Linked DNA regions of Mus musculus: regions 1 and 3 are each linked to region 2. Evidence: chromatin contacts called from public HiChIP or PLAC-seq and promoter capture Hi-C data. All regions are on one chromosome and are shown on one strand. Each heading gives the region's core, a stretch centred on a gene start, on an enhancer-like site or on the middle of the called end of the contact. The rest is flanking DNA. Distances are from core to core; before and after follow the strand shown. Region 1 overlaps Nek10 (NIMA (never in mitosis gene a)- related kinase 10). Region 2 holds the start of Psmd6 (proteasome (prosome, macropain) 26S subunit, non-ATPase, 6). Region 3 overlaps Nek10 (NIMA (never in mitosis gene a)- related kinase 10).

Evidence for each region. Promoter capture Hi-C pulls out the DNA fragments that hold promoters and counts their contacts. HiChIP or PLAC-seq counts read pairs in DNA pulled down with a chosen protein or histone mark.
Region 1: a contact with region 2 is called in an H3K4me3 HiChIP or PLAC-seq map of bone marrow-derived macrophages, with 8 times the contacts expected there. The contact joins the enhancer-like site here to the promoter of Psmd6 in region 2. A contact is called at or near these places in 2 of 39 promoter capture datasets (embryonic stem cells and hippocampal neurons), 2 of 15 datasets of contacts at CTCF or cohesin (large pre-B cells and pro-B cells), 1 of 484 Hi-C or Micro-C datasets (bone marrow-derived macrophages), 3 of 115 datasets of contacts at active chromatin or transcription factors (bone marrow-derived macrophages, large pre-B cells and pro-B cells) and 3 of 9 other capture datasets (adipose tissue, liver and pancreatic islet).
Region 3: a contact with region 2 is called in a promoter capture Hi-C map of hippocampal neurons, with 5 times the contacts expected there. The contact joins the enhancer-like site here to the promoter of Psmd6 in region 2. A contact is called at or near these places in 3 of 39 promoter capture datasets (the 3T3-L1 cell line, cranial neural crest and hippocampal neurons), 5 of 484 Hi-C or Micro-C datasets (B cells, the Ba/F3 cell line, cortical neurons and 1 more), 2 of 115 datasets of contacts at active chromatin or transcription factors (bone marrow-derived macrophages and large pre-B cells) and 2 of 9 other capture datasets (adipose tissue and liver).

Annotation. Positions count from the first base shown.
Region 1 is chr14:14,902,747-14,906,388 of GRCm38.p6, forward strand. All of the region lies in intron 22 of Nek10 (NIMA (never in mitosis gene a)- related kinase 10), which reads left to right. Among named protein-coding and RNA genes, the nearest start is that of Nek10, 84 kb to the left of the region's middle. Within about 2 kb of position 2,180, at least 29 of the 459 cell types and tissues checked have an H3K27ac peak or open chromatin away from gene starts, as enhancers often do. A contact at or near this core is called in adipose tissue and bone marrow-derived macrophages, where this site is marked.
Region 2 is chr14:14,118,507-14,122,301 of GRCm38.p6, forward strand. Psmd6 (proteasome (prosome, macropain) 26S subunit, non-ATPase, 6) reads right to left here and starts at 2,439. Exons shown (of 8, transcript NM_025550.3): 1 at 2,233-2,439; 2 at 1,481-1,686. The coding sequence starts at 2,377.
Region 3 is chr14:14,841,043-14,844,584 of GRCm38.p6, forward strand. It overlaps Nek10 (NIMA (never in mitosis gene a)- related kinase 10), which reads left to right. Exons shown (of 35, transcript NM_001195229.1): 7 at 1,744-1,822; 8 at 2,805-2,872. Among named protein-coding and RNA genes, the nearest start is that of Nek10, 22 kb to the left of the region's middle. Within about 2 kb of position 2,194, at least 32 of the 459 cell types and tissues checked have an H3K27ac peak or open chromatin away from gene starts, as enhancers often do. A contact at or near this core is called in hippocampal neurons, where this site is marked.

The sequences.
Region 1 (3,642 bases), core at 930-3,429, 780 kb after region 2:
TAAAGAAAAATGGGTCAAATGTGGGGTCTGTCTTTTATTTAGCTTGTGAGGTAATAGGTAAGTGTGGGAAGTGGACTCTGTGAAGGTGTTTGGTTGCCCTGGCAACACATGTCACCTATTGTGACATTCCTGAGTTTGGAGCTGATCTGCCCAACTGGTTCTTGATACCAACATATGTCCCTTTTTCTTATCAAAAAGAAGGGGAAAAAAAGGAGAGGCGGGAAGTCAATGGTGAAAAGGGAATAGGGGCATCATGTCTCCTAGATTGCTTCCCTTCCTTCTGTCTAGGGGCATTTTCTATTTTGGGGTGAAGCTGACTTTCACCATTGGGGTCTACTTGATAAACACTTGCATCAGGCTTCTCTATGGACAGTGGCTGGTAATTCTGTAACAGAAACTGATTAATAGTCTGGTCAGAATTTTTTTGTATTTGTCATTGAAGGAATTTAGAAATAAGATTAATGAGGCAGGGAGTGAATAATACCACCAGGGAGATGACAAGGAAAGGTGTTATGAGAGGGAGTATCTACTTCTATATAGGGTTTTTAAAAATCCCAGAACTGGAGGTCTCACTTTCCCTGAAATTCTATATATCTGATTGTAGCTCCTGGATTTCATTTCTCACTCTCCCAGATTGGTTGACATAGAAACAGCATTATTCTTGAAGGAACAGGCAAAGACCAACTTCTTTAGCTGTCAGAACATTTAGCTCCCATTGGTTCTGAAGCAACACAGCTGCCAAAGAACTAATCTGTTCTGGATAGTAAGCTTGGTTTCAGACATTTCTTGAAAACTGCTTTCAAACTTGGAAATGACTTTATCCTATCCTGGGTAGAAGAAGGAGCAGAGGAACTGCTGGTGACTTTGGGTTTATATGAATGGGTGGGAGCAAAGGAAATAGAGACTGCCAACCTAGCTACAAGATCCCTTCCCAAGAAGGGGACAGGACATGTTGGCACTGCTGAAAAGGAATGGGTGAGAGGTACACACCTAGAAATGCAACTAAGTGTTAGGGTCTGATGAGGAATGTAAGGTTGCCCTCATACCTTGACAATAGGTAAATGAGAGAGGGAAGTGGGTCCACAAAACTCCATCAGGACAGTGGACTAAATAGCCCCAGTGTCCAATAGGAAGGAGATGGACCGCCCACATACCATGATGCCTACCTGGGGCTCCCTGCTAGTGATGGCAGTCGTCGGGTCAAGGAGCTCAGGTCTCCTTAGTAGGCCATAGCCAAACCTAGGAGATCAGTTGGAGGGTTGTCTGGGAGTGATGTGAAACATAAGGGTAATTGATAGCCCAATGTCCCTCTTGATGGTGCCTAGGCCATGGCCTCCTTGGCTTGAGGAAGCTAGAGCAAGCTTTTACCCAATGACCTTGTTGACCCCATTTGTAGCAGAAGCCTGGTGGTCTCTGAGTCTTTGAAGACCAGGAGTTCAGGGCAGTGGCTGGGGTTGGTCAGACAGCCTTTGCCAGCATATGATATTTTTGTTTGTGGCCTTTCTCACCTCTCTCATGGTACACCTTGAAGGCCAGCACTAAAATTTCGCCTGTGAAGTTAGGGGTCCCCTCTTCAGCTTTCTGTTTGGCTTTTATGTCGGGGTAGCTCTGGGGAAAAAGTAGGTTATCAGAAATTGCTTACCTTTTGGGTTTTCAGGGTCCAGATTGGTATACAGCAATACAGCCTTTGTGAGGTGTTCTAAATATTGAGATGGATTTTCATGTTTGTACTGGACAACCTCTTGGAATTTTTCAAAATTTACTGCCGTTAAGGATGCTTTTCTTAGGCCAGCCAGAAGGCAATTTATAAATCTATCTCTGGCTAAAATACTTCCCATGGAAGTATAATTCCTTCAAGGATCCTGGTCAGGCACTGCCTCAGAACCAATTGGATATGTTCTATCTGTTTGATGATTTTCATCTTCATATGTTCTTGCTTGCTCTCAAACTCTCCTTAGTTCCTCAGTAAGCAAGTTATTAAGAAGGATAATATGTACATCATGGAAAGGCAAGCTATAAGGCTAAATAATATATTGAAACTCTTTAATAAAGGTGGAGGAGTTAGAGGTATAGGAGCCCAGTTTGCTTTCTATTTGAGAAAGTTCACTCAGTGAGAAATGAACATGTGTTCTGACAAGGCCATCCACCCCAGCTACTTCCCTTAAAGGAAGCACCCATGCTGGGTCAAGTGTTTGGCTGTGGCCTTAGAGTGCGTGATAGGAGGGGTAAAGTTCGGCGCCAATGTAGGGCGTTTTGAATGACCGGCAGCTTGCTCAAAAGAGGAGGGATCTGGTGAGGTCGAGCTAGTAGGCTTTGGAGTATCCTTGTGAGAAGGAGAAACCAAGGCAGCAGTTTGGGTTTTGGCGGTGTGGAAACAGATCTGCGGCAGAAGGAGGGCAGCTCCTTAGCTGGATCAAGCGTTGTAGCACCATCTAGTGGAGGCAGTGGAGGCTTCATGGCTAAGAGAAGTTGGATTGGGGAACAAGAGGAGCACATGGAGGAATTGGAGTGAAGATAGAAGAATGCTTGGACATAGGGGGCTTCTTTCCATTTACCAGACCACTGGTAGTATATGTGAAGATGCCTTAAAATAACTGGATCTAGTGTGTCATGAAGTGGACATTTGAAGCTATTATCTAACTGGTACTGAATCCAGACCTTATTGCCAAGGTGTACTGATCTTGATTCCCTCAAGTCAGGTGTTAGCTTCAGAGATTTGAGATTGTCCAGGAGACATCTCAGTGAGGTACCTAGAGATACATTCAAAGACATCACATTACCCATTGGAGAGTTATTTCATTATTCATACTGGCGTCCCGAGAATAATTCAATAACCAAAAATAGAGCCAGGCTAGAGGCCTAAATCATCACTAAGGCCCCCTAGAGGCTATACACGGTAAGTCCTGAACTTACCAGAAAGCATCTCACCTTAGGCCTAGGGGTTTCTTAGACAGTTGCAAGAGCCCAGAGTGGGAGGGGTGGGAGAGGCACTTTCGAGGGGTATGTTCTGGAGGCTGGTCCACTTCACTTCACTCAGTCACAGTCCCCAGTGCTTATGCCAGTCACCTCCTGGGCTAACATAGCAACAGCTGCTGGAGGGCACGACTGAGTCCCCAGTTTCAGCACCAATCATATGTTGGAATGGTGGCTCATGTCCAGACAGAAACCACCAGGCCAAAACAGTTCCATGTGGAAGAGGTTTATTGGAGACAAAAAGAGGAAAGAGAGAAAGACAAAGGAAAAAAGGGTCGATGGTGGGAAAGGCCTGTCTTTTATTTAGGCTGTGATGTAATCTGTTCGCAGGTAAGTGTGGAAAGTATCCTCTGGGAAGATATGTGGTTGCCTTAGCAACAGGTGTCACCTATGTGTGATATTCCTGAGTAAGGAGCCAATCTGCCAAACTGGTTCTTGATACCAACAATTGCTCTGTAGTACAACTTGAGGTCAGGGATGGTGATTCCCCCAGAAGTTCTTTTATTGTTGAGAATAGTTTTCACTATCCTGGGTTCTTGGTTATTCCAAATGAATTTGCAAATTGCTCTTTCTAACTCTATGAAGAATTAGGGTAGAATTTTGATGGTGATTGCATTGAATCTGTAGATTGCCTTCAGCCAGATGGCCATTTTTTACTATATTAAGCCT
Region 2 (3,795 bases), core at 1,189-3,688:
AAAGAAACCCTGTCTCAAAACAGAAAAAAACAAAAAAACCCAAAAATAAACAAACAAAAAAAGCCCCCAAAACACTAGCATATATATACTAGGAGACATATGAACATGTTTTTCACCACTGCAATTTGTTTAAGAAAAATCAACTATTACAGCTGGCTAAAGCAAAACCAGCTGAAGCAATTCGTGCATCCAGACCAGCTGAACAGACAACCTACTCAAAATGTGGATGCGGCAGCGGTGATCCAGAACGTAACAAAGTTCTCTGAGATGCAGTGACAGATGCATGGAAGAGGAGGATTCGCGGGACACAGTGACCTCATGCACACAAATACATGTTCACTACTCATTGTCTACAAGACATACATACACAAGTACATAACTGCACTATCAAAGAGCTTTGTAAGTTACTACTATAAATTCTTTTAGATTTACTTTATGTCTTTGAGTATACTGTCTAAATGTATGTCTGTGCATGATGGTGCTTGCCTGGTAGGTGCCAGCAGGGGTCAGAAGACAGTATTGGATCTCCCAGAACTGGAATTAAAGTGGGGTGGGCTGTAAGCTTCATATGGAGATCATGAATCAAGCCCGGGTCCTCTTTGAGAGCAACCAACACTCTTAACCCGAGCCATCGCTCCAGCCTCCTACTGTAAAAAAACAATTCGAGACAGGGTTTCTCTGTAGCCCTGGCTGTCCTGGAACTCACTCTGTACACCAGGCTGGCCTCGAACTCAGAAGTCCTCCTGCCTCTGCCTCCCAAGTGCTGGGACTAAAGGCGTGTGCCCCCACTGCCTGGCAGTTGTAAACCTTTTAAAATGTACAATCTTTGCTTCCCAACCACTTAAGTTACTACTGAAAATGACCCCAATGTTGTCAACAGAGGGGGCAAAACCTCTGCACCCTTGTTTTGTTCTGGAGAAGTATTTTTATTATTCTCAAGTATGTATATGTGTGTCTGGGGGTATGTGTGCATGAATGCAGATGTCTTTGGAGGCTGGAGGGATCAGATACCTGGGAGCTGGTATTGTGAACCTCTTGATGTGGGTGGTGGGAACTGCACTTAGGTCTCCTCCAGGATGATCTGCAGTATACAGTCTTAAACCACCAAGCCTCTTCTCTCTAGCCTCATGTGTACTTGTTTTTAATGACACAGTAAGGAAGACTAACGCACACCTTGCTCTGTTAAGAGCAGGGAATTGGGTGCTGCAACATTGTCATGTATCTACTGTTCCTGTACTGACTCTTCAGTACAGGTAAATATGATTATCCTTCCAGTTAAAACAGAAAGATTCTCTTATCCAGTGAGATATTACTCATTTGCACTGATGTACAACATTGGTCTGTACCTCCAGAAAATAGGGAGCACCTCTCATCTGCAGAGCGGGCAGGGCATCTCACTGACCCTGTCACCTACCCAGAGCGGGCAGGGCATCTCACTGACCCTGTCACCTACCCAGAGCGGGCAGGGCATCTCACTGACCTTGTCACCTATCTGACAGAGGTACTCTGCTTTTGCCATCATTGCATCTCGAATTTCACTTTCTCCCAGATTCTTCTCTGCATCCTCCAGCTCCTCATCCAAACGTTTCAACTCTTCTTCGTTTGCTTTCTTCATTTTACTCAGGAGATCCACGTCCATCTGCCAGTCGAGGGATTTACACAAGGCTTCATAATAAGGAGCCATATCTAAAAGCCACAAATCACGCATTATGAGGTATCCTGTTAGCTTCTGCTCGCTTTTCCCACCCCACCGAAGGTCAGCTAGCAGACGCCTCCCAACTATGGGCCTGGGTAGCACGGCTAAGGTTTGAAGCTGGGAGCCTGCTTGAGAGCCGATCTTAGCAGGTCTGATCGCGACTAAGGCCAAGGGGAAGGGAATCGAATCCTCAGTTTGCTCTGGTCGGCTCCTGTTCCAAAGGAGTCCTCATGTCAGGGAAAGGACACCGATTCGACTCGACTACTAGGGACAGAACCCTGACTGTCCCTTGGCCGGCAGCTAAACACCGACAGGCATCACTAAAGCCGCGGCGCCTTTGCCGGGAGTCCAGCCGCGACAAGCACCCGAGGCTTCCCTGGACGTCTCGCGGCGGGGAAGAACCCACTAAGGCAAGCAAGCCCCTCTCGGGTCCAGGAGGCCTCCCTAGGGGTCTCCATGAAGCCTCGACCGGAGACGCCCGCCAGGCACCCCGACCGCCCCGCCTAGGCCGCTGACTCGGCGCTCGCTGGCCTCACTGTTTTCCCGGACGGCCGCCATCAACTCCTCGCGCACCGCCGCGTCCCCGCGGTGCTCCGGCAGGCTAAGCAGAAACCGCAGCTGCGCGATGCGCAGGTCGGGGTTCTTGGGCAGTCCCTCTTCTTCTAGGTTTTCTAGCGGCATGGCTACAGCACAGGAGCCGGCTGACAGAACCAAGCACAGCCCTGGGCCACCAGCGGAAGCAGGAGGAGTCGTCACAGGTTCCCCAGAGCCGCCAGTCTGACTTCCGGTCGCGTCTCTGGCTCCGCCGCCCGCAGCGTCCCCTGCTGGACATCGGCGGGAGCACCTGGCGCTGTCCCCTTTTTCTTTAGGTCAGAGTTGGGCCCAACTTTCATTTCTTGAGTATCTTTTTTTCTTCCTTTTTATATAATATTTGCAACGGATAGGATCTGGAAATCCGCCAACAGTTTTAAAATATAACACAGATGAGAAAAACAATAAAAACAGTTTTCCAGGGACATCTTTGTTTCAATACTCTTGAACTAGGGAGAGATTCTTTTGGTCCAGATTGTAGACAAACAAACTGGAACATAGCGAGATTTGAAAAGTGGCCAGCTAAGGTTACACACCAGCTACATGACAAGGCCTGTGTAGAACCTATCTTCCTTACATTTAAAATCCACATTCTTCCCTATTCTAAGAAAAGAGTACCCCGTGTTTCCAATTATTAATTCAGTGATTTACATTATTTTTGTGTGCACATGTTGGAGGAGTCTTCAGAATGGGTAATGGTCTATAAATCCTACTGTGTGACACAATGAGAAATGTCCCACTGAGTTTCAATATTTGACCACATGGTCCCCATTGGTGGTGCTGTTTGGACACCTTAAGGAACCATAAAAAGGTGTAAACCCTGCTTTAGGCAGTCGCTCACTGGGGTAGGTTTGAGAATTTCTGACCTCACCCCATTTCCAATTCTTTCTATGTTCTCTCTGTGTGGTTGAAGATGTGATCTCCCAGGTTCTTGTTCCAGCCTGTTTCTATGCCCCTGCCACTACTAAGGACTCTCAGAAAGTGCAAACCAAATTAGACTCATGAGCTGCTTTGGTCATGGCGTTTTATCACAGCAAGAAAAAGTAACTAGTAAACCCACTGCACGGACTTTCTGTCCTTTGCTTTTGTTAGGCCCTGCAATTGTGATGACTGTAATCTGCTACCCCGAGAGAATCTCAACACAGAGACTTATCTTACCACAGAGACTTAAAGCCAGGATTTGCATCTCAGTTGTTGAATTCCTACTAGAAGTTTACCTTTGAACACAAGCTCAACTTCTACTGCAGTGGATCTTTTATGCTGGCCCAAAATTCTTCTGGGTTCTGAAATATGATGTCCCATGAAGGATGTGTGGATCCAGGTATCACACTCTATGTGATGGTTACCATATGTCTGACTTTTGGAACAGTACAACACAAGGATGTGCTAGAATTGGTGCTATTTTATGTTATCAGAATGTTATAACTTTGTATGGAAACTGATCATCAATCCTTTCAAGAAAGATTCTGTAGGAAGCATCCTAAGACATTCATGAATGGGTTTAGGGC
Region 3 (3,542 bases), core at 944-3,443, 720 kb after region 2:
AAATGTCTTAAGTTAATGATGACAAGATTATTGTCAATAGCCAGCATTGGCTGGCCAGATCACTTACATGATGTAAGGAAATATGAAGTCATTACAAAGTATCCACCCTTCATTACATATTTATAAATTCAAGATAATATAAGGAAAGATCTTGGTTTTAGGCTTTTTGTGCTTTAAAAACAATTTTCTAAGAAACTCCTCTCATGTCTTATAGTACCTTAAATTTTGTTATGAGGAATGACTAACAGGTGATTATATAGGCTGAGCAGCTATTCAACAACTTTGCTTATTGAGAGAATAAAAAACAATTTTAGGGCATGTCATTGAGTTGGAATTCCCAGTCTCCCAAGACTGGGAGATAAGAAAGGTGATTATTTATTTATTTATTTACTTACTTTAAAATTTATTTTAGCTTTTTTTTTTTTCAGGATAAGAGATTAGACAAGTACTCTACCACCAAACTCTATCCTAGCCTTTATGTTTACTTTTTGTTTTTTTAAACTTTTGATATGGATCTCACTAAGGCAGCTTCAAATTTGCAGTCTTCTTGTCTCAGCCCCTCTTGTAGCTAAATAACAGGTCTATCCACATCATGCTATTTTATTTACTTATTTATTTTGCTCATTTATCCTTACATGAGAAATTGTCGCACCATGTAGCCCATGTTGGACTAAAACTTCAAATGATCTGTTTCAGCTTCTTGAATGTTGAGTCCTGTGTTAACAGACCAGCAAAAAGTGATTTATGCTAAACTCGGTCTTGAGAACTCATTCTGAGCTAGATTAATAGAAGATCATGCCTAGTGGAAATGTTACCTTTGAATACAAAATTTCCCTACAGTCTCCTGTGTTGATACTTGGTGCCCAACTGTGCTGCTATATGGAGAGTCAGTGGGAACCTTGAGGCAGGACTGAGCTGGAAGAAGAAGGGGCCACAGAAAGATGCCTGCTCCAGCCCCTTCCTACCATTCTCTATGCTACCATGAATTGAGCATTTTTTCTCTGCCTCACTTTCTTTAAATTGTTTCTCTCAGTGTTTGTCACAGCTATGGAGACTGAACAGAGTCACCTTAAATCCTGGGAAGGTGATTCATGCTCAGTGTTTAAAATGTTTATTTGTTTGTTTGTTTGTTTATATGTATATGAGTGATCTGCGTTAGAACAGACACACACACAGAAGAGGGAATCAGATTCTATTACAGATGGCTGTGAGCCACCATATTGCTGGAAAATGAACTCGGGACCTCTGGAAGAGCAGCCAGTATTCTTAGCCATCTCTCTAGCCCCCTTGTTTAGTTTTTAAAGAGAAATCTAACTGAAGATGTACCTCACTGAGTGAAGTCCATGTCCATATATTGTAAAGGACATCACCACTTTAACATAAGCATTCACACTGTCTATGCTTCTCTGAGCCTATTTCTTAAACATTTTGCTGCAAGGTGAATCAAAGAATCAGGTTACTATGTATATCTTATATAAGATGCACCGTGAAACTATTCAGTTCAAGTCATTCTGGGATTTTTGAGAGCTTTCAGAATTCTTTCAACTTTGGGGGCATTCAGGAAGAAACCATGAATCACTAAGTCCTGTGTCCCACCCTTGAGTGCCACAGGCCCAGGAGTACTGAGCAGTTCTTACTTACCTCTCTGCCATCCTAGGCTCATCCTAAGACCTGCACTCTTGTTTCCTATGTACTTTTGGTGCTGGCTTTCTGACTGGCTTATTGGGTTGGTCTTTCATGCAGTACATGGAGATCGTGGCCAACGAGTACCTGGGCTACGCTGAGGAGCAGCACTGTGTGGACAAGCTGGTCAATATGACGTGTAAGCATTGTTGCCAGGCACCCAAAGAATCTCGTGGACTTGGGAGAAAGAACACCTGCTGCTCTTATTATTGTTCCACTCACATGGTGTGTGCCTTTGTGCCAATGGTATCACATGTCCCCACATCTCCCCATGGCAGCTCTTTCTTTGGCAAGCATATTTGTTTCAAGGAAGAAGTCTTTCATAAAAGCGACATCTGTTGTGACATTGAAAGAAAACCTTTTGATTTCTGTGAAAATGTCAGAACCAGGGATTTTTGCTTCTAAAATTGGGTAATAATTATGCCTAGCTCATATAATGTAGACTACCCACAACATGAAAAGGAAAACTGAGAATCTCCCCTGAAAACAGCAATGTGGAAGCTGTGGCCAGGGTGTGAGACATCTCAGACATTCTTCTGGCTTCCTCAGAAAGCTTGACCAGTTTCTCTTCCTTCTCTCTCCTATTGCCCTTCACCCACCCCTCCCCCTTGCAGTCCCTCTAGGTGTGGTCAGCCACAGGATTCCTGCTGCTTTGGGTGCCAGCACAAGCCCATTGTACTTGTGTGGATAGACTGGTTTCTCATGCTTTGCTGGTTGGGCCTACGGTGGCTCTTAGGGGCAGGGGAGATGCTGGGCACCAGGATGTTCCTTTGAGGACAGCTTTCTCGGTGCAGGTCTTATGTTCTGCCTGGCCTCCCATCTCTTTGTAAGCTGGAATAATGAGTAGGGTCTTTTAAGTCCATGCCATGACCTTGTAATAAATAAGGTTCAGGAACCTGTTCAACTTTAAATGCACGGGGAGTTTGCTTTTGTGCTATTTGCAGATTTACTATACTAGGTGAGCTTCTAGAGTTGAACTAGGCAGCCCTGTCCTCCACTATTCCTTTTGTGGGTCTCTGCTCCCACTCTCTCGTTCTTCTCTTTCCTGTCACTTCTGAGGAGCCAGAGTTTCATGACAGCTGTTTCTCGATCTCCCTTTGAATGATTTCTTTCTTTAATAGATATTTTTCAAAAACTTGCTGCTGTGAAAGACCAAAGAGAATGGGTTACTGCAAGTGGAGCCCACAAGGTGAGTGGGCCCCTAGAGTGCTGAGGTTCTACATGGCCCTGTGTGTCATCAGTCGCTCTCCAAGTTCAGAGCTTAATACTCAAGCTACATGTCATTATAAGTCGTAAGACTATGCACCCAGCCTAAAATGGCTTCTCTACTTATCTTCTTATGTTCTTTACCAACACAAGGAATCAATAAATGGTGCAGCATATGAAGGTTTTTACTTTTCAATTCTACTCCAGCTGAGTGCATCACTTAACTTTAATGTTAAAGCGAAATCCATCTGTATTGTAAGGTTTTATAATTAGAATAATATGAAATCAGCATTTTCTGTAAGTCAGAGATAATTGAATATAGCAATTTATGGGATGCAGACTCACAAGGTGGTATGGTATTGTAAGCTATGGATTAAGTATTCATTTTAAGGTGCTAAAGATGCAGTTCAGAGAAAGACCTTGGGTCCTGGACTCTGTATTCCCAGGAACACCCCTCCCCCACCACCATACACACACACACACACACCCACATGTCAGTGTGTACCGTAAAATACATGAATGTTGGTTTAGTGGTAACAGACATTTAACAGGCAGATGTGTAGAGCTGATTTCAATAACCTGTTGAGTCCTCCTATCTCAGGAATGCCTAACTTGTGCTGCTTGTGGTCTTATGCTTCTGGGAGAGAGTTTAG